6 separate regions of the Mus musculus genome follow, and regions 1, 2, 4, 5 and 6 are each linked to region 3. Evidence: chromatin contacts called from public HiChIP or PLAC-seq and promoter capture Hi-C data. All regions are on one chromosome and are shown on one strand. Each heading gives the region's core, a stretch centred on a gene start, on an enhancer-like site or on the middle of the called end of the contact. The rest is flanking DNA. Distances are from core to core; before and after follow the strand shown. Region 1 holds the start of Nmt1 (N-myristoyltransferase 1). Region 2 holds the start of Gjc1 (gap junction protein, gamma 1). Region 3 holds the start of Gosr2 (golgi SNAP receptor complex member 2). Region 4 holds the start of Mapt (microtubule-associated protein tau). Region 5 holds the start of Ccdc43 (coiled-coil domain containing 43). Region 6 holds the start of Kif18b (kinesin family member 18B).

Region 1 (2,700 bases), core at 63-2,562, 670 kb before region 3:
GGCAATTCTAAGATAGATGCTGCATTTACCTGGCTATAACTGATTCGTCCTTGGAAGTTGCCTGGATCCAACAGTGTGACTGGTGTGACGGTGAAGCCTTACAGAGGGCACAGAGTAGGTAGATACAGATTTATAGACAGATTTTGCCGCCTACAAACAATGTACCAACTTTTCTGGAACAGTCTTTTCATCTGTGAAAAAGGAATAATAATGGCATAACACATTCTAAGCTTGTTAAAATTATAGGAATTCAGGTACAAAAAGTCTTACGCCAGAGCCTGGCGTGTAAGTGCTCATTAAAGTCTTGTGTTGGGAGTAGGGGAGCTCGTGAGGCCTCAACCCCAGACTAAGAACTACAGGCAATTAAGGAAGGCTAAAAATGGGGGAGGAAATAGTTCTTCCCAGGCACACCAGCCCTGAAATCATTTGCATACAACATTATGCTTACTGAACGGGCTATATTTATATATTTAGGAAAACACACACACACCCATATGTAACAACAACTAAAGAAAAAGAGGCCATGAATTTGAGAGCAAGGTGGGGTGTATATGGGAGGGGTTAGAGGAAGGAAAGGGGAAGTGGGGAAATGGTGTAATTATCATAATCTTAAAAAAAAAGACTTGTTATGGAAGGCTCTAGAGGAGAATCAAAGGGAAATGTGAAGAAGAGCGCAGTGCAAAATTAGAAGCCAAGAAATGGTAAGCCTCCCCTGCAAGCAATCAAGTCTTTGGCTCGGGGGCAGTGTTCCACACACCTCAATGCACTGCCTCTCGGTTTTAGATTTCCAAAGACCCAGGTCTCCCTAAAGGCTGGAGTAGGGAAGGCAGCCGAGAGCAAACCTATAGGAAAGTCCTCTGTAAGGGCATTTGAGCTCCTGGAGAATCGCAGCCATGAACCTCAGTGTCTTTCACTTACCCAGGAATGGTAACGGTCCTTAACGTTAGCCGATAACGGCTCATCTGTGGCCTGTTGATTACCAAGGGCGGCCTGAAAACCTTGGACTTTGCAAGCCCTTTACTTGCGAAACTCTAATTCAACATGGAACTGCAACTCCCAGCGTGCCCCGCGACCACCCTATAAGGCGTACAGCGCCCTTCGTCTCAGAGGGCGGCCGAACCTAGGGGCTTCCGGAATTGCTGCCCGCTCCTCCCAAGGCAGCGTCCCTTCATGATTTCTGGGTTTTGTAGTCCACATCGGTACAGTTTTTTGAAAACAAGCCACCCTTAGTGGCAGATTTCTTCACACAAACTACAAAACCCAGAATACAGCGCGTACTTCCTCTGTCCAATAGGAGCCCTCCATGTAGCGGGGCGCGGAGTCCGGCTCTCGCAACCCAAGATGGCGGATGAGAGTGAGACAGCAGTGAAGCTGCCGGCACCTTCGTTGCCACTGATGATGGAAGGGAATGGAAACGGCCATGAGCACTGCAGCGATTGCGAGAACGAGGAGGACAACAGCCACAACAGGAGGTAACGAGATCATCGTAGCCCAATTCCTGTCCGGTCTCCCACAAGCTGGGTATCTGGGGTGCGGGGAAGTCACCGGGAGCTTAGTCTAACCCCACCCCCATGTTCTTATTGGCTAAGCCATTGAGATCCTACCTAGCGATTGGTTTTTGTCTTTGTCACTTACCAGGATGGGTGCTCAGATATTAAGGGTCGGAGACATGCAATACTTTTATTATATAAAAGTTCTGTTTAGTGTACCACTCCCTTGCTTTAGGCACGATGGGGGAAAAGAACATTTTGAACGGTAGATTTCAGTAGTACAATGCAGAGCAATCTAGAAGCTGCGGTTCAGAAGGAACGTTACTTATAAAGGTGTATGAGAAACGTGACTAGCCATAAACTAATAATAAAACATTTCGTTGTAGTTCACGCTCAATGAGGAAATTCACTAGGCTATACAAGCCATGCATATAATTATGTTGTAAAATATAACTGCCAGACAAGTCCGAAATATAAACTCACTATGATCCTATGTTATTAGTGATGTGATGTTTTGATTTATTCAGTGTCTGTTGCCTCAAATAATCGGTGAAGAGTCAATTTCATTGTACCTTCACTTTGTTAATTTAGTGAAGGGCCTCAAAGCTTCAATAAACTGATGTTGCTTCTTGGAGAACATGTGGTATTTGTGGGGTACTACTGCACGTCTTGTACTTTAGGGTCTCCCTGGGGTTTTTTGTTCGTTATGTTTTGCCTTTTTAGACAGGTTCTACTGTGTAGCTATGGCTGGCCTGGGGCATACAATGTAGAACAGATTGACTCCAAACTTGGGGTGATGTTCTTGTCTCTCGGGTATGGGGATTAGTACTGTTACAGGTCACTGTGTAGGTCAGGGTCTTACTATAAGTAATTTCAGTCTTTTGTTAGTAGAGAAGAAGAAATGGGCCAGATATTTGAGAATTTGTATTTGTCTTTGTTTTTCCAATCAGTACATCAGTAAGCCAGTCACGAAAAATGATGTATTTAAGTTCATATTATTTTCCTGCTGCTCTAACGCCCCCACCCAATATGTATGTATGTATGTATGTATGTATACATATGTATATTTTTGTGTAGAGACTTGTGGGTGTGTGATTGAGTGGTTGTTTGTTGTTGTTGTTGTTTTTTGTTTTTGTTTTGTTTTGTTTTGTTTTTTGAGACAGGGTTTCTCTGTGTAGCCCTGGCTGTCTTGTAGACCAGGCTGGCTTCG
Region 2 (2,700 bases), core at 159-2,658, 880 kb before region 3:
AATTTTTAACAAAAACTCACAATTAATTTAGTTACAAGCTAAGCAATCAAATTCGTGGGGCCTTTTTTGTTTCTCTTTGTTTTGCATTTTTTGCTCTGAAAAATACCTGCAAACTGTTTACAAGGGGGAAGGATTAATCCCCAAATTACATTATTAATCCTCTTCCTACAGTTACTCATGTACTACAGACAAAATGATTTCTGCCTAACAGAACTAAAGTCTTTCGTTTACAAGGCTTTTTGTACAGCGCTTTCACATATATCCACTTGTAAGGGTGCACAACAAAAGCAATAACTTTTAGACTTAAGACACATACAAGATAACTTATCCAGAATTTGGTCTACCTTGAGTTCCTCGATTGCACCTAGTGTGGACGAGAACAAAATAAAGCCCGAGCACAATGAAATCTGTGGCGTTGCCAGTCCCCGAGGACCAAAAGGAAAATGTCTTCAAATGACAAAAACCAAACTCATCCCACTTCGCAAAAGAAAAGCAATCCCAAATAATCCGCAAAGCGGGGACCGGCGGGGGAGGACCCCAAATTCTAAACATGGGTCATGTAAATCTTTTCAACTCGAAACTCCAAACGCGGCAGCCAGCCCAATCACAGCATTAGCGCCTCCTCTCTATTTTCAATCTGGAGACTCAACGAAGAACAATTAAAAAAAAAAAAAAAAAGGCCACAGCAGAGCTCCAAAGTTTTCCGAAGTGAGAATAAAGTCATCTCAAGTAAAGAAAAGGCGTCCAGCAAGAGGCGACGGGCCGGGTCCTCCCGCCAGCCCCTCTCCCGCTCCGCAGCGCTCGAACCAAACCTCCAGTAAAAAAGGGGGGAAAAAGAAACCTCCGAGGGGGACAGAGGACCCGCCGGAGCCCGCAGCACGCCGCCGAAGAGCGGCCCAGGCCGTCAGACAAAGACGAGCCCGCCCAGCGCCAGCCCGGCCGGGTCCCCCAACCGCCCCGAGGAGTTGCGGGAGCACCGCCGCCCGCTCCCGGCCCGCCCGAGCCGTTTCCCTCCCAATTTGGGAACCGCGCGCCTGGGGACAAAGAGGGCGGGCGCGCCGGCGGCGGGACGCGGGTGGCGACGCCCCTCGGGGCTCGGCGGGCGCTCCTTCCCGCCCTGCCGCCCCCAGGAACCCGGCCCGCCGCCGCCGCCGCTTTCGAGGCGCCTCAGAGTTCGCCCGGCCGCGCCCGGCCCGGGGCCCCTCAAGCCGCCGCTCACCCGGCGGTGGGCGCCCCCGAAGCCGCCTCCTCCGCCGGGCCTCGGCCCGTCCCGCCGGCCGCCGCCTCATGGGCCCCGCGTCGCCATCACCTTCGCCGCCTCGCCGCCGCCGCCACCGCCGCCGCCTCCTTCGCCTCAGCCTTCAAGCCGAGGCTGAAGCCGCTCCGGCCGCGCCCGCCGCCTCCCTCTCTCCCGCTCCCGCCGCCGGGACCCGCGGGGAGGCGCCTGCGCACTGCGTGCCGCGGTGGGGGTGGGGGCGTCCCGTCTCGGCCTGGGAGCGGGGGCGCGGCTGCACGTGCGCCTCGAGTGGGAGGGGGCGCCCGGAGCGCGCGGCCCCGCGCCGGCGCCAACTTTCCGTGACCGGCCGCGCGCGTTCCCGGGCGGTCCCGTACGCGGCGGGGCGCGCGGTGGCGGGAGGACCCCTGCGCGGGGAGCCCCGGTGGGCGGCTGACTTCGAGCGCCGCGGGCTCATTTCCTGTGGCGTGATTCCCCGGAGGAGCCGGCCAGTGACAGCGTGATGGAGACACGCCTCACCTGAGTTTCCAGGGTCGGACCGCAGAGCTCCACCGTTATCTCGTGCGCTAGGTCAGGGCCTTGGTCCAGCGGATCTCGGGATGCTCATGGCCGTTCTAGGCTCTGCTCTGCAGTTGCTCGAAAAACCTCCGGGGCTTCTCGGCCAACCATCCCCGCCTGGTGGAATCATGGTTTTTACAGGCGTTCTGCATAGTTTTGAGGTCCTGGATTTCTCGGATTAGTAAGACCCTAATAGGCCATTTCCTCTTAACTCCTTGCATCCCAGCGGGATCCCAATTACAAGACTTGAAATGCACATGGACAGGAATTCCCCTGGCCGAAACTGCGGGTTAAGAAAAGGAAAACTAGCGGGAGAGACGGCTCAGCGGCTATGCAGTTTGTACTACTGTTGCAGAGAATCTTCTACACCCACGTTGTGTGGTTCACAACCACCTGTAACTCCAGCCTCTGGAGGATCCGACTCTCTCGGGGCACCTATATCGATGTGCACATACCTACACATAGACCCAGAGACACATAATTAAAAATAATAAAAAATAAATCTTTATTAAAAAAGAAACGAGAAATTCCCCTAAATACTTTAACGAGATTGAGACTGGGTGGTGAAAGGCAGTTTACCAAAGAGATGGGAGGGGAGGGCCATTCCTGTACTCTAGAATTACAAATGGATAGGCTTTTTAAAAGTTTTGCCCCTGGACAGGGATGAAATTAAACACTAACAAGTGAGGCGACTTGTGGATCAAATTTCTCCCGAAGCTAGGTCACAGGTTGGGATGAAAAGGGATGGTCCATTGCCTACCCACACCCTCCGAAATTTTGTTTGGTTGCTATGATGTGTGTGGTTTTTTTTTTTTTTTTTTTTAGGAAAGTGCCCAAATTTTTAAATCCTTTTTTTTTTTTTTTTTTTTTGGCTTCTCTCTAAAAATCAAAGAATGTGCTCACTTTGA
Region 3 (2,700 bases), core at 186-2,685:
TCAGTGCTCAGGACTTTTCCAGCTATATGACTTTAAATAATCGATTTTATGTCAACGTACCTTCACAGTTAGAGATAATCACAGAATCAGTTCAAAGTTCTAGTGAGACGAGTATGTTCTGACACTGTTCTGTCAATTCAGCAACTAGCAGATTAACTCACCGCTCTGCTAGGTCCATGTGTCTTGCTATGGAAAGGATCCGTTCTTAGTAAATGAGGGCAATTTTCTGCCTCATTCCTTTTCCACGTGACTCACAGGATAGTCTTTTAAAATCTCTTCCTACACTTATTATATAATATGCAAATTGTCATTACAATGTAGTTTATTTTCCCCCACCCAAATCAAACATTTTGTTGACAAAAGTAAAAAGGGGGATTGGAGAGATGGCTCAGAGGTTAAGAGCACTGACTGCTCTTCCGAAGGTCCTGAGTTCAATTCCCAGCAACCACATGGTGGCTCACAACCATTTGCAATGAGATCTGATGCCCTCTTCTGAGGTGTCTGAAGACAGCTACAGTGTACTTACATATAATAAACAAATTTAAAAAAAAAAAAGGTAAAAAGAGAATAACCACCATCTTATTTCCATTCTTTTTGTTATGAGTTTCCTGGGGAGGCAGGATGACTAGTTTATGTCATTTTTCAGGCCCAAGGAATAAGATTTTTCAGTGCTGTCATACAATCAATAGAAAGTTCTTAAACTAACATAGGTATGTGGCCCCTCATGGTGTCTAGCTGCATAACACTGCAAGTTCCCAAAACAAAGGACGGTATGGAAAAAAAAAAAAAAAAAAAAAAAAAAGGACCCACCAAGGAAACTTAGTTATGAAAAGCTAATCTAAGACTCAATTTCAATTTCCTTAAGGCTAACTTGTAATCAGATATGACTCACAAAAATAGTCACTAGTTACCTGCCCGTCTTTGTGTCACAAAAATAAGTTCTTTAAATGTCCAATCAAGTACACAAAATACTTCTTTCGTACAACCCCTGACACTCCCACTTAAGCAATAGATTCATAGACACAAGCCTCGGCAACAGTTTTCTCTGTTCTCTAAGCTCTACCAACCCGGAGGACTAAGCTGGCAGGTGCTGGATCAAGTGCTGTAACCTAGGGGCGCTGCTTTCCCTTGCCAATAGGCAGTCACGGCTTGCGGCCAAGAGCTACCGGGCCCAAGCCTTCGCGCCCCGGCTCGATCCCCTTCGGCTAAGAGCATCGCACCAGGGGCTAAGAGATGCGGAGCAGCCCGAGCGGAAACCTCCACAATGACAGTCCCCAGAGCCCCGAGCCCTAGGGGCCGCAGCCCGGGCGGAGCCCAGCCCGCTCCCCGACGCAGCCCTCACTTGTTCGTTTGTTGGTATAGGGGCTCCATGACGCCGGCCTAGCCGGCCTGCGGCTTCCTCGGAACACGTCCTCACAACCCCACTTCCGGCTTCCGGTCTCAGGGCCCGCCCTGCTGAGTAGGGCGCCCGCGAGTGTGCCTGTCCCGTGGTGGTTGTGAGGTCGGAGACGGGGTTGCGCGGAAGGAAAGCGGGACGCGAGGGATGGGTGTGGCTCCGGGCCGGAGCTCGCGGAGAGCGGCGGGGGTGAGTTTTTTGCTAAAGTCCAGCTCCGGGATTGAATCAGGTAGCGGAGAGGACGGTCGCGAGGCACTGACGTCAGAGCCTCCCCCGAGAAGTCGCCGGCGACTCTCTACGTCGCTCTCCGCCCCGCGGTCGGGCTTGGCTTCTCCTTGGAGTGTGTAATTACAGGTCTGGGGAATCTCACTTCCTCACGACGCGTGCTTTTCCTGCCTCGAACTAGTCCGCCCACTAGTCTTCCCATCTCCGGCTCATTTTTAGTAAACCCACAGTGAGTGAGTGGTTAGCATATGACGTGGAACAACCAAAATTTCCCTGTTCTTCAAGAGGTTGGACTAGAGAAGGAACTACGATCTGTATACAAATAAACATTCCAAATAAGTACAAAGATAATGGTAGAACATCCAAATAAATACAAAGATAATGAGCTGGGCTGGTGTTGTGGTCAATAGGAAATTGTTTTTAAAGACATGAAGGGCGGGTGACATTTGGATTAGGACTTGGAAAGGTTCAAACACTTGTCTTCACCTAGGCCCATCTCATTTCCATCCATCTAGGTTCTTATCTACAGTTCCTCCCAAGGGAGGAGTTGTTCCTCTTCCTTTGGTGAGCTGAAGCTTGGATTTTCCTGTATCCTGCATCCCTCCCAGTTTTATGTCCCAAGAGACTGCCCGCCCATATTCATTCTTTCCCTAACATTACATTTCCCAGTTCCACTCCCATTTATTGAACATCTACTATGCACCATGCACAGATATGTAGGATAGGAACCCAGGTAAAACACATTCCTGGTGTTTCGCTGTCTATTGAGAAAGTCCTTATTTTAAAGCTGAATTAACAATCAACATTTAGGGTATGACTAAGGACCATTTGCCTGGAGAAGAGCAGTAGGGGTTCATGGATCAAGAAAGCATGGGGGGCCTTCAAGAACCGATAGAGGGTTTGTGGGAATGGTGCACTTTAGCTAAGGTTGAGTAGCGTGGGGGCGGGGCATAGATAAAAGGCTGTATCCTTAGTTTTTTAGTACTTTGCTGGTGAGGGATGCACAGGGAAGTATGTATATGTGTGCTTGTGTGTGTCTCAGTAGAATTGTCTCTGACTTGTGTGAGGTCCCAGGTCAA
Region 4 (2,700 bases), core at 16-2,515, 530 kb after region 3:
CCCTGTAATACAATTCAGGCTGGCTTGGATTCTGCTATATAGCCCAGGCTGATCTTGAACAAGTCTCAGCCTATCTGAATGCTGGGATTACAGATGTGAGCCAACACACCGAGCAGGTACAACGTTGGAGTTTTAGAAACAACTGCTGGGATAGCAGTGCACACCTTTAATCTCAGCACTCTAGAGGCAGAGGCAGGCAGGGGATCTCTGTGAGCTCCAAGCCAGCCAGGGCAACATAGTGAGAACCTGCCTTGAAAAATAAAGAAAAAACGGCATGCAAATGAAAGCTTCAAGACAAGTTTTCGCCTCTTTGGCAAGAAGTAGGTGCCTGTCTCTCTTCCTTGCATTTGAACAGGCTCCAGCTGTCCAAGAGAATTGAGCTTTGGGGAGGTAAGATATTAAGCTAAAGCCACAGCCCACGCCTACGTAGCTGGAAGGAGAACTAATGACCAATTTCAACCGGAAGCTTGACATCCAGCAGGTGGCCATCTCCAGCAGGCACCTTAAAAATTCAGCTCTCACGCTGTACAAAGGTGTTTCAATAAACGAGATAAAAATAACTCTGTGAAAATGCCTTGCAGTGTGTGTGGTAAGCATCATTAGAACTTACCTATTTAAAGATTTTTCTTCGCTAGGGTCACAGTCAAGATACCTAATGGGTTTGAATGCTCCTTGATTTAAAAACAATTGTTTTTCCACGAAAACGCTAAAGTGTATTACGGTCAAGTTAATCTGTTTCGAGAAGATTTGTCAAGGAAATCATTCACTTTGGCCATTAACAAAAACAGGTGGAAAGAAAGCAAGCGAACAGCTGGCCCTGGAAATAGAAAGTGCGCTCTATCTGGAGGGCCACATTTTAGGAGACTCGGGGAGCCTGTAGCACTTGGGGTTCACGGTGTACCGCCTGGAGAGCCAGCGAGGGTGAACTGAAAAGCGGACGATGACCGACACACCGCTCTGCCTGGACCCCGCGGGGACCGAGGGAGGGGACCCCTGGACTAGACAAAGGCTGCAGCCCCGGGAGGCCGGGTGCGCGTGCGCCACGGAATGCGCGTGCGCGCGGCGGTCAGCACCGCGGCCCGAGGCGTGGCGGGACCCGGGGAGGGAAGCGCGGAGAGGGGCGAGCCGAGCGGCGCGGAGAGAGGAGGGTTGAGGGGCGCTCGCGTGCGCCCCCTAGCGGTCGGAAGGGGAGGTGCCCGCCCAGGCCTCGCTGCCCGCCCCTCCCCTAGGGAGGTTCGCGCTCCCGTGGCTCGCGCCTGCGCTGCCCGCCGGCCTCCAGAACGCGCTTTCTCGGCCGCGCGCGCTCTCAGTCTCCGCCACCCACCAGCTCCAGCACCAGCAGCAGCGCCGCCGCCACCGCCCACCTTCTGCCGCCGCCGCCACAACCACCTTCTCCTCCGCTGTCCTCTTCTGTCCTCGCCTTCTGTCGATTATCAGGTAAGCGCCGCAGCTCTGAAATCCAGTCCCCTCTGGCCCTGTGCGCCGTCCTCCTGCCACCCCTCGCCCCAGAGATGGATTTAGGGAGCTGGGCATCAATCAGGCGCAACGGCGGGGGCCTCTCTGCGCCCTAGGCGCTGGGGAGCTGGGAAGGAACGCGTGCAAGAGATGCACGCACGCGAGCGAATGCGTGTATCTATGAGTGCTGGGGTCCCCACTATCGGCTCCGCGCAAATGAGGGGGGCTGTGCCCGCAGGGTGGGGCGCGGATGACGGTGACCTAGGGAAGGGGTTGTTCTGTAATCTGGATCTCAGCCTTTTGCCGCAATGGGCGTGGGTCTGTGAGTGTGCATGGGGGTCCAACGACGACCCCCGAAACAGAACCTGAAATCGGATTTCTCTGCTCCTGATTGCCATCAGCCCTAAGGAAGGTGTGGATCGGGTTCTAGAAAAGATGACTGCCTTCATGTCTCTCCACCTCCCTGACAGCGATTCTGACACGGCCTTCACTGGCCCTGATTTAAGGCGGTGGCCCGCCCCCTCCCCTTTTCCTCCTTCAGAAGCCGGCAGGGGACATTTGGGGGCTGGGAGGAATCCGGAGGATGGGGAGGGGTCCAGGCGCTGTCACGTTAGTCGCCCTTCCCCCTGCGCGCGCTTGGTACAGTGACAGGGGCAGCGCCGTGCCCGAGAGAAGGTAGTGCGCGGATCCCAATGTGGGAGCTCGAAGAGTCAGGGGTCACCTGGCCTCGCGGTGTCAGCGGGCTGGCTGGCAGCGGCTCCCCGCTCGAGGGCGCGCAGCGTTGCAGCCAGGCACAGACCCACGCGAGGGCTGCAGGTGCATTTCGGGGCGCGTTTCTTTCTCTGCGTTCTGCGCCGGGCTCCCGGCATGTGCGCTCCCTGCCGGAGGCGCGGGCTGGCGCGCAGGGCTCGCCCCTCACTGCGGCAGTGGGTGTGGACCTGGGTGGGCGAGGAGGGGGGAGTACGATGTGTCTCCTCCCGCTGCCACCCCTCTCCGTTTTTTCCCCCCTCTCTGAACGCGAGGTGCCATCTTTTTGCGGCGAGTCACGTCTCTATCGTAGCATGCCAAGAGCTGTGGCCAGGCTTTGGAGGACCCGGCTTGGACCCATGTTAAAGAACAGGGGGTGATGAACACGGAAGCCTTGGCGTTTTGCCTCTGCAGCGGTGCGCACCAGAGCGTTCACCTGAGGTCGTCTAGGGGAGCTCGCTGCTTTGTTCGTCGTGTGATTTAGGATCTGCGCTCCCA
Region 5 (2,700 bases), core at 181-2,680, 1.0 Mb before region 3:
TATGTAAGAGCAACAAGTGCTCTCAACTACTGAGCCATCTTTCCAGCCCCCAACTCAATTATATTAAAAAGGAAGTCTCTACAGGACAATCTCAGGGCAAGAGAGGTAGGGAATCTAATCTATGCATATAATCTAACTGTTTCTGTTGGGAGTGGAACGGGGAGGGATGAACACCGCACAAATATCAGATTAGAAAAGTGGGTGTCTTGATCGCCTCTGATACATAAATACAGCTTTAAATTACAAATTTCTAAATTAGTGAGTCTCCTTGGTCTGGTTTGCCAGGGTCTCACTTGGCAAGCCCAAAGTTGGCCACCCACTTGCTGACCTCTGCAGGGCTGGGATTATAATCACGCATCACATCACAGCATACTGTGACGAATCTGCATTTGAGTATTTGAGACAGGGTTTCTCTGTGCCCCGGCTGTCCAGGAACTCACTGCGTAGACCACAAAGGCCAGTCTCTGCCTCCTGAGAGCTGGGATTAAAGGTTTGTGCCCCACCCACGAACCTGCTTCTTTTTGGTTGTTTTGTTTTTTCAACAAAAAAGGGTTTCTCTGTGTAGACCACGATGGCCTTGAAAATCACAGAGATCAGCCTCCTGAGTGCTAGGACTAAAGATGTGCACCAGCCACCATTCCATACAAATACCTTATCTGTTTCCAGTTTGTCTTCATCACAGGGTACCGCCCCACCCAACACACATTAATAATTACTGAATTTCCCAAGGTTGCTTATCGTGAAAAGATCTCCATTACCTTACCAATTGAGGACTCTACTGAAATTGGAGCCAAAAGGGAACTTCCCACAGGCTTTTGTCATGGGACAGCCCTGAGACTACCCGCTAATGGGCAGACATCTCAAAAACATTTTACTCCCCACTCTAAACATCGCAAACCATAGAAATGGAACTATTAGACGTTTATGATCGAACTGCCATTTACACATCTTAATGGCTTCAGGATACTCTCTAGCACATCCAAAGGCACCCAGGGAGCCTTGTTGCCCGGAATATGGGGATCCCATCCTCTCTGTACACCTGCAACCCAAAATCTGGCGAGGGAGCAGCAGCCCACTTCTCCCTCAGTTATGCTTCTTTCCGGTAAAACCACTAAGCCTTCGTGACAGCAAAAGGAAAGAGAGATGTGAAGTAACGAAAGAGGTTCCCAGATTTCTCCGTGAGGTTGATAGGATGTGTCCCGACTACTCTACTCACCAGGAAAGCAGAGAGGATACCCTGCAGGGCGTCCAGCTTCTCTTCCTCCTCCTCCTCCTGTAGGACGCCAAGGATGTAAGCGGCGTAAACGGCTCGGTCCACTCCCAGCGCCTCCAACCGTCCGTCAAGCCAGGATCCAAAAGCCCCGCCATCGCCTTCACCGAGGACTGCCGCGGCCACTTCGCTGGGCGCCGCCATGCTGGGGACAGGGTCCTGCCGGACCCGAGGGTGCCTACCGCAGTGCCTGTCGGGCCGCGCCACTGGGCCAGCGCGCATGCCCGGAGAGGGATCCTCCACCCCTGCGCGCCGGGCTGTGATCCGCGGTTTGAGGTATCTTTATGTCCTCGCAGCTAGCGCTTCTCGGTGTAAGCGTGGTCGCATGGGCACCCAGGAACACCGGCAGGTGAGTTTTGAACCGGTTCGTTATAGTTGGCAACGATCGGATTCAGTGTCATTGTCAGACACGTGACAGAGAGCTCAGAGGACTGCTCACCACGGATTCCAGCAGTTCTGCTCTGCGCCCGGCAGGTTCTTGTGGAATGTGAAGCCAGGATGCCCCACTGAGTCTTGTGTTCCGGAATACCACCTTCACTGCCATTCCAAGCCGCCTTCCCTGAAAACCCAAATTTCAGAAAACGTTCTCTGACTCATTTCTGTACAGAGACACATAGCAGGTTCTCAACAGTTAAACATGCAGCCTCGGAGTCATTGCTTTTAATTATTGCTTCCGTGTTTCCACAGGTATACCTTTGAGGACTGTCTTAGAGTTTCTGTTGAGATAAGACACCATGGCCAAAGCAACTAGGAGAGAAAAGGTTTATTTCAGCTTCCACTCTCAGGTCACGCCCCATTACTAAGGGGAAGTCACAGGAACTCAAGGCTCGAACCTGGAAGCAGGAGCCTTGGAAGATTGCTGTTTAATGGCTTGCTCCTCTTGCCTTGCTCAGATTGCTTTCTTCCACCATCTAGGAGACACCTGCCCAGGGGTGGCACCAGCCACAATAAGTTGGGCTCTCCCACAACAATCACTAATCAAGACAATGTCCCACAGGCCAATCTTATAGGAGGTCGTTCTCTAAATTCCCCTCTTCCCAAATGACTGTAGACACATGACAGCCAACCCAAGAAACAAGTTCTGTCCTCTGCCAGGGACGGTGCTAAGAGGTTCCCATGAAGTATCTGTTGCCATCTTCCCAACAACCCAGCGAGGAGATGCCTTTATGTTCGATTAAAAGATAAGGAAACTGGAGCGATGGCTCAGCTGATAAGAGCACTGGCTGCTCTTCCAGGGACCCAGTTCAGGGGATCTGGCACCCTCACACAGACAAACATGCAGGCAAAACATCAATGACATATATATATATGGGTAAGGAAATGACACACCATGAGAGAGAACCTAAGAGGGGACAGAACTCTACCAGCAGAATGCCAGCTCTGGCCTGAGGTGGGCTAGACTCAAACTACAGAGGAGGAGGAGGAGGAGG
Region 6 (2,700 bases), core at 154-2,653, 770 kb before region 3:
GTGTGTGTGTGTGTGTGTGTGTGTGTGTGTGTGTGGTGTTTTGAAAGAGTCTCAATACAACTGGCCTTAAACTCAGAGACTCTTCTCCTCTGCCTCTCTCTCAGGGGCTGGGATTATTTTACTATGCCTAGTTTGTATTTATAACTTAACTGTTTGTGGAGAGAGAATATAGTTTATACAATATTATGATAATTTCAGTTGCTGTGTCACTAGATAAGAGAAAAGCTTTGCAAATGTCTCTAATAATATGATGCTTCTATACTTTTTTTTAAAAAAAAGGTATTAGGGCTAGGTTTGATCTCTAGACCATGAGAGAAAAAAAGGTACAAATGGAGCGAAATTAGATAAAAACAAAGTAATGGAGAATGAGATGCCTTAAAATCCTGACTGGCAGAGGGCATGGTTCCATAATGAAATAGGCATGGAAGAAATAGGATAGGGACATTGAAGGAAGCGCTGTTAACAACAAAAAGCTCATCCACAAAAGTAAAATTATATATGTCCTCCCAAGTCAAGCTTAACTACACTCTGTGCCTCCGTTTCTCAACATGCAAATTGTAATATTTTTTAATTATCTGTCTCACCAGGTTTGTGTTAAGCTTGAATGGCATTCGGTTTTTAAGTGCCCAACAAATATTAGACACCGCTGGTAAAGTTATATGATACATCATTTCCCTATGATGCACTGAACCACCAAAACCAACACAAACCAGTATTTTAAGTTCTTTGGCACAAAACAGGCTCTACCTTGTACTTGTCACAGTAGCTCAAATGTCCAAGGCTAAAAGACTCGATCATCCTGGTACTAATAGAGGCCTGGTTTTCTTTCATGCTCGCCAGTGTTTAGGAGTGTCCCAGTAACCAAGCTGCCTCCCTCGGTACACACACAGCCGCGTAATCAGCTCTGACAAGAGGAGCGGAGTGGTTCTCCCATTCTCTCCTGCCGGGCGTCCCAGATCTCCAATTCTGACCTGTAGAAAGACCCAATTCCACCTCCCACACGAGGAGGGGTAGCTGCTACGGAGCCGGGTGCACCTTTCAAAGGACCGGGTATACATGAGAGGACTTAATATGGGCCCCGGACCGTGGGACGCAGAGATCACGATCGGCTGCATTCTCGGTGTAAAGGAAGTGCCCTCCTACTCGTCCCTGACCTGCCCAAACAAGTGCTGATTCGGGTTCCAGACAACTGCAGCGAGCCCGCGCAAACGACAGCTCTGCACCGAGCCCGCGGGGCCGCCCCACCGTCGACCAAAGCCTACCTCTCGTCGGTTCCCGGTGCTGGTGTCGGGGGTCGCTTACGCGTCCCTCCGCCTCGGACAGGAGCCCTCGGATTCAGGAGAGAGCTCCCCCACACCCGATTCCACCGAACCAACCTTCTTCCGGCGCGGCGCGTTCAAACTAGCCGGTCCGCTCATCCGCGCTTCTCATTGGTCACCGCCCGGCTCGCTGATTGGCTGTTTCCTAAGTAACAAAGACAGCCGGGGGTGCGCTTGCGCACTAGTTCTCTTGCGCGCCTTGGGTTTCTTTGGCCAAATCAAACCGGACGGAGCGGAATTGCCACCAGAATCGAGTCTCTAGCAGTGTAACCAGGGGGCCTGCCCCGTCTCTGTGGTCTGTGGGCTGAGTTCAGCAGCGGTTACAGCGACCACACATTCGACAGAATTTAAAACCTGCTTTTGTGGCTTAAATAGGCACCCTCCAATTCAGAGTGGCTCGTGCCTTTAATCCCATCACGCAGAAGGCAAAGGCTGGCGGATCTATTTGAGTTCGAAACCAGCCACCCTCCAGGTAGAGCGTTCCAGGCCAGCCTGAGCTACATGAGAACTTTACTCGATCTCTCTCTCAAGTAAACTGTCCTCATGGTGGCGTTGTGAGCAAGTCTGGGGCATGTAAAGGTTACTGTAGGGTTTCTTTCACCACAACTGTGAACAAGCTAGTAGAGTCATTTAATACTGGATAACTTGACTCAAATTATTTATTCACCACACTTAGTTTAGTGAGGACAAAAACAACAAAATTACATGAAGTTAGGGTTAGTACAAAGATACAAGAACACTGAATACTCTTGCCTTCTCCGTCTCCAAAAGGAACAGTTGTTTAATGATAGCTTCCTGGTAAAGAAGTTCCCTCCTCGCTTACTGTAAATCTGGTTTTTTTGTTTTTGTTTTTGTTTTGTTTTGTTTTTTTGCGCCCTAAACGTCCCCACACACACACACACCCCAAGCTGAGAACCAAACCCAAGGCCTTTTCTTTTGAGTGAGTGAAGTTTGCTTGGTCTTTCATTTTATTTATTTATTTTTTAATGTATATGAGTACACTGTTGCTCTCTTCAGACACACCATAAGAGAGCATTACAGATGGTCGTGAGCTACTATGTGGTTGCTGGGAATTGAACTCAGGACCTCTGGAAGAGCAGTCAGTGCTCTTAACCGCTGAGCCATCTCTCTAGCCCCCAAGGCCTTTTCTTTACCACTGAGCTAAATCCCCATAAGTAAAAATTAAAAAAAAAAAAAAAAACGTAATGTGAATAACGCACCTTGTAGATGTTCAATAAAATGGCACTAGGTGTTCTCAGATTCATTCAACGATTGTTATGACAGGTTCAGAGGTTACAGTGATATGTGATATACAGAGCTCCCAGTCTATAGGAAAAACTTAGATATTTATCACAGGTGGGGATTGTGATACATGCCAAGG

What was found. Promoter capture Hi-C pulls out the DNA fragments that hold promoters and counts their contacts. HiChIP or PLAC-seq counts read pairs in DNA pulled down with a chosen protein or histone mark.
Region 1: a contact with region 3 is called in a promoter capture Hi-C map of pre-B cells, with 6 times the contacts expected there. The contact joins the promoter of Nmt1 here to the promoter of Gosr2 in region 3. A contact is called at or near these places in 5 of 39 promoter capture datasets (the HPC-7 cell line, HPC-7-derived erythroid cells, liver and 2 more), 3 of 484 Hi-C or Micro-C datasets (CD4 T cells, CD8 T cells and natural killer cells), 2 of 115 datasets of contacts at active chromatin or transcription factors (effector CD8 T cells and memory CD8 T cells) and 1 of 9 other capture datasets (liver).
Region 2: a contact with region 3 is called in an H3K27ac HiChIP or PLAC-seq map of double positive thymocytes, with 4 times the contacts expected there. The contact joins the promoter of Gjc1 here to the promoter of Gosr2 in region 3. A contact is called at or near these places in 2 of 115 datasets of contacts at active chromatin or transcription factors (bone marrow-derived macrophages and double positive thymocytes).
Region 4: an H3K27ac HiChIP or PLAC-seq map of acute myeloid leukemia shows a contact between it and region 3, with 3 times the contacts expected there. The contact joins the promoter of Mapt here to the promoter of Gosr2 in region 3. A contact is called at or near these places in 7 of 39 promoter capture datasets (the C10 cell line, embryonic stem cells, liver and 1 more) and 2 of 115 datasets of contacts at active chromatin or transcription factors (acute myeloid leukemia and stem cell-derived neural progenitor cells).
Region 5: a promoter capture Hi-C map of pre-B cells shows a contact between it and region 3, with 3 times the contacts expected there. The contact joins the promoter of Ccdc43 here to the promoter of Gosr2 in region 3. A contact is called at or near these places in 3 of 39 promoter capture datasets (liver, neutrophils and pre-B cells), 3 of 484 Hi-C or Micro-C datasets (CD4 T cells and uterus), 2 of 115 datasets of contacts at active chromatin or transcription factors (bone marrow-derived macrophages and large pre-B cells) and 1 of 9 other capture datasets (adipose tissue).
Region 6: a contact with region 3 is called in a promoter capture Hi-C map of pre-B cells, with 2.6 times the contacts expected there. The contact joins the promoter of Kif18b here to the promoter of Gosr2 in region 3. A contact is called at or near these places in 2 of 39 promoter capture datasets (neutrophils and pre-B cells), 1 of 484 Hi-C or Micro-C datasets (CD8 T cells), 1 of 115 datasets of contacts at active chromatin or transcription factors (memory CD8 T cells) and 1 of 9 other capture datasets (liver).

What each region holds. Positions count from the first base shown.
Region 1 is chr11:103,027,231-103,029,930 of GRCm38.p6, forward strand. It overlaps Nmt1 (N-myristoyltransferase 1), which reads left to right and starts at 1,313. Exons shown (of 12, transcript NM_008707.4): 1 at 1,313-1,472. The coding sequence starts at 1,342. It also overlaps a transcript of Dcakd not described here.
Region 2 is chr11:102,817,751-102,820,450 of GRCm38.p6, forward strand. Gjc1 (gap junction protein, gamma 1) reads right to left here and starts at 1,409. Exons shown (of 3, transcript NM_001159382.1): 1 at 1,220-1,409.
Region 3 is chr11:103,696,288-103,698,987 of GRCm38.p6, forward strand. Gosr2 (golgi SNAP receptor complex member 2) reads right to left here and starts at 1,436. Exons shown (of 6, transcript NM_019650.4): 1 at 1,343-1,436. The coding sequence starts at 1,371. C130046K22Rik (RIKEN cDNA C130046K22 gene) reads left to right here and starts at 1,437. Exons shown (of 3, transcript NR_102389.1): 1 at 1,437-1,585.
Region 4 is chr11:104,230,171-104,232,870 of GRCm38.p6, forward strand. It overlaps Mapt (microtubule-associated protein tau), which reads left to right and starts at 1,266. Exons shown (of 12, transcript NM_001038609.2): 1 at 1,266-1,437.
Region 5 is chr11:102,696,295-102,698,994 of GRCm38.p6, forward strand. Ccdc43 (coiled-coil domain containing 43) reads right to left here and starts at 1,431. Exons shown (of 5, transcript NM_025918.3): 1 at 1,217-1,431. The coding sequence starts at 1,414. It overlaps Gm34392 (a long non-coding RNA gene), which reads left to right and starts at 1,485. Exons shown (of 2, transcript XR_389053.1): 1 at 1,485-1,546; 2 at 1,646-1,920.
Region 6 is chr11:102,923,721-102,926,420 of GRCm38.p6, forward strand. Kif18b (kinesin family member 18B) reads right to left here and starts at 1,404. Exons shown (of 16, transcript NM_197959.2): 1 at 1,263-1,404.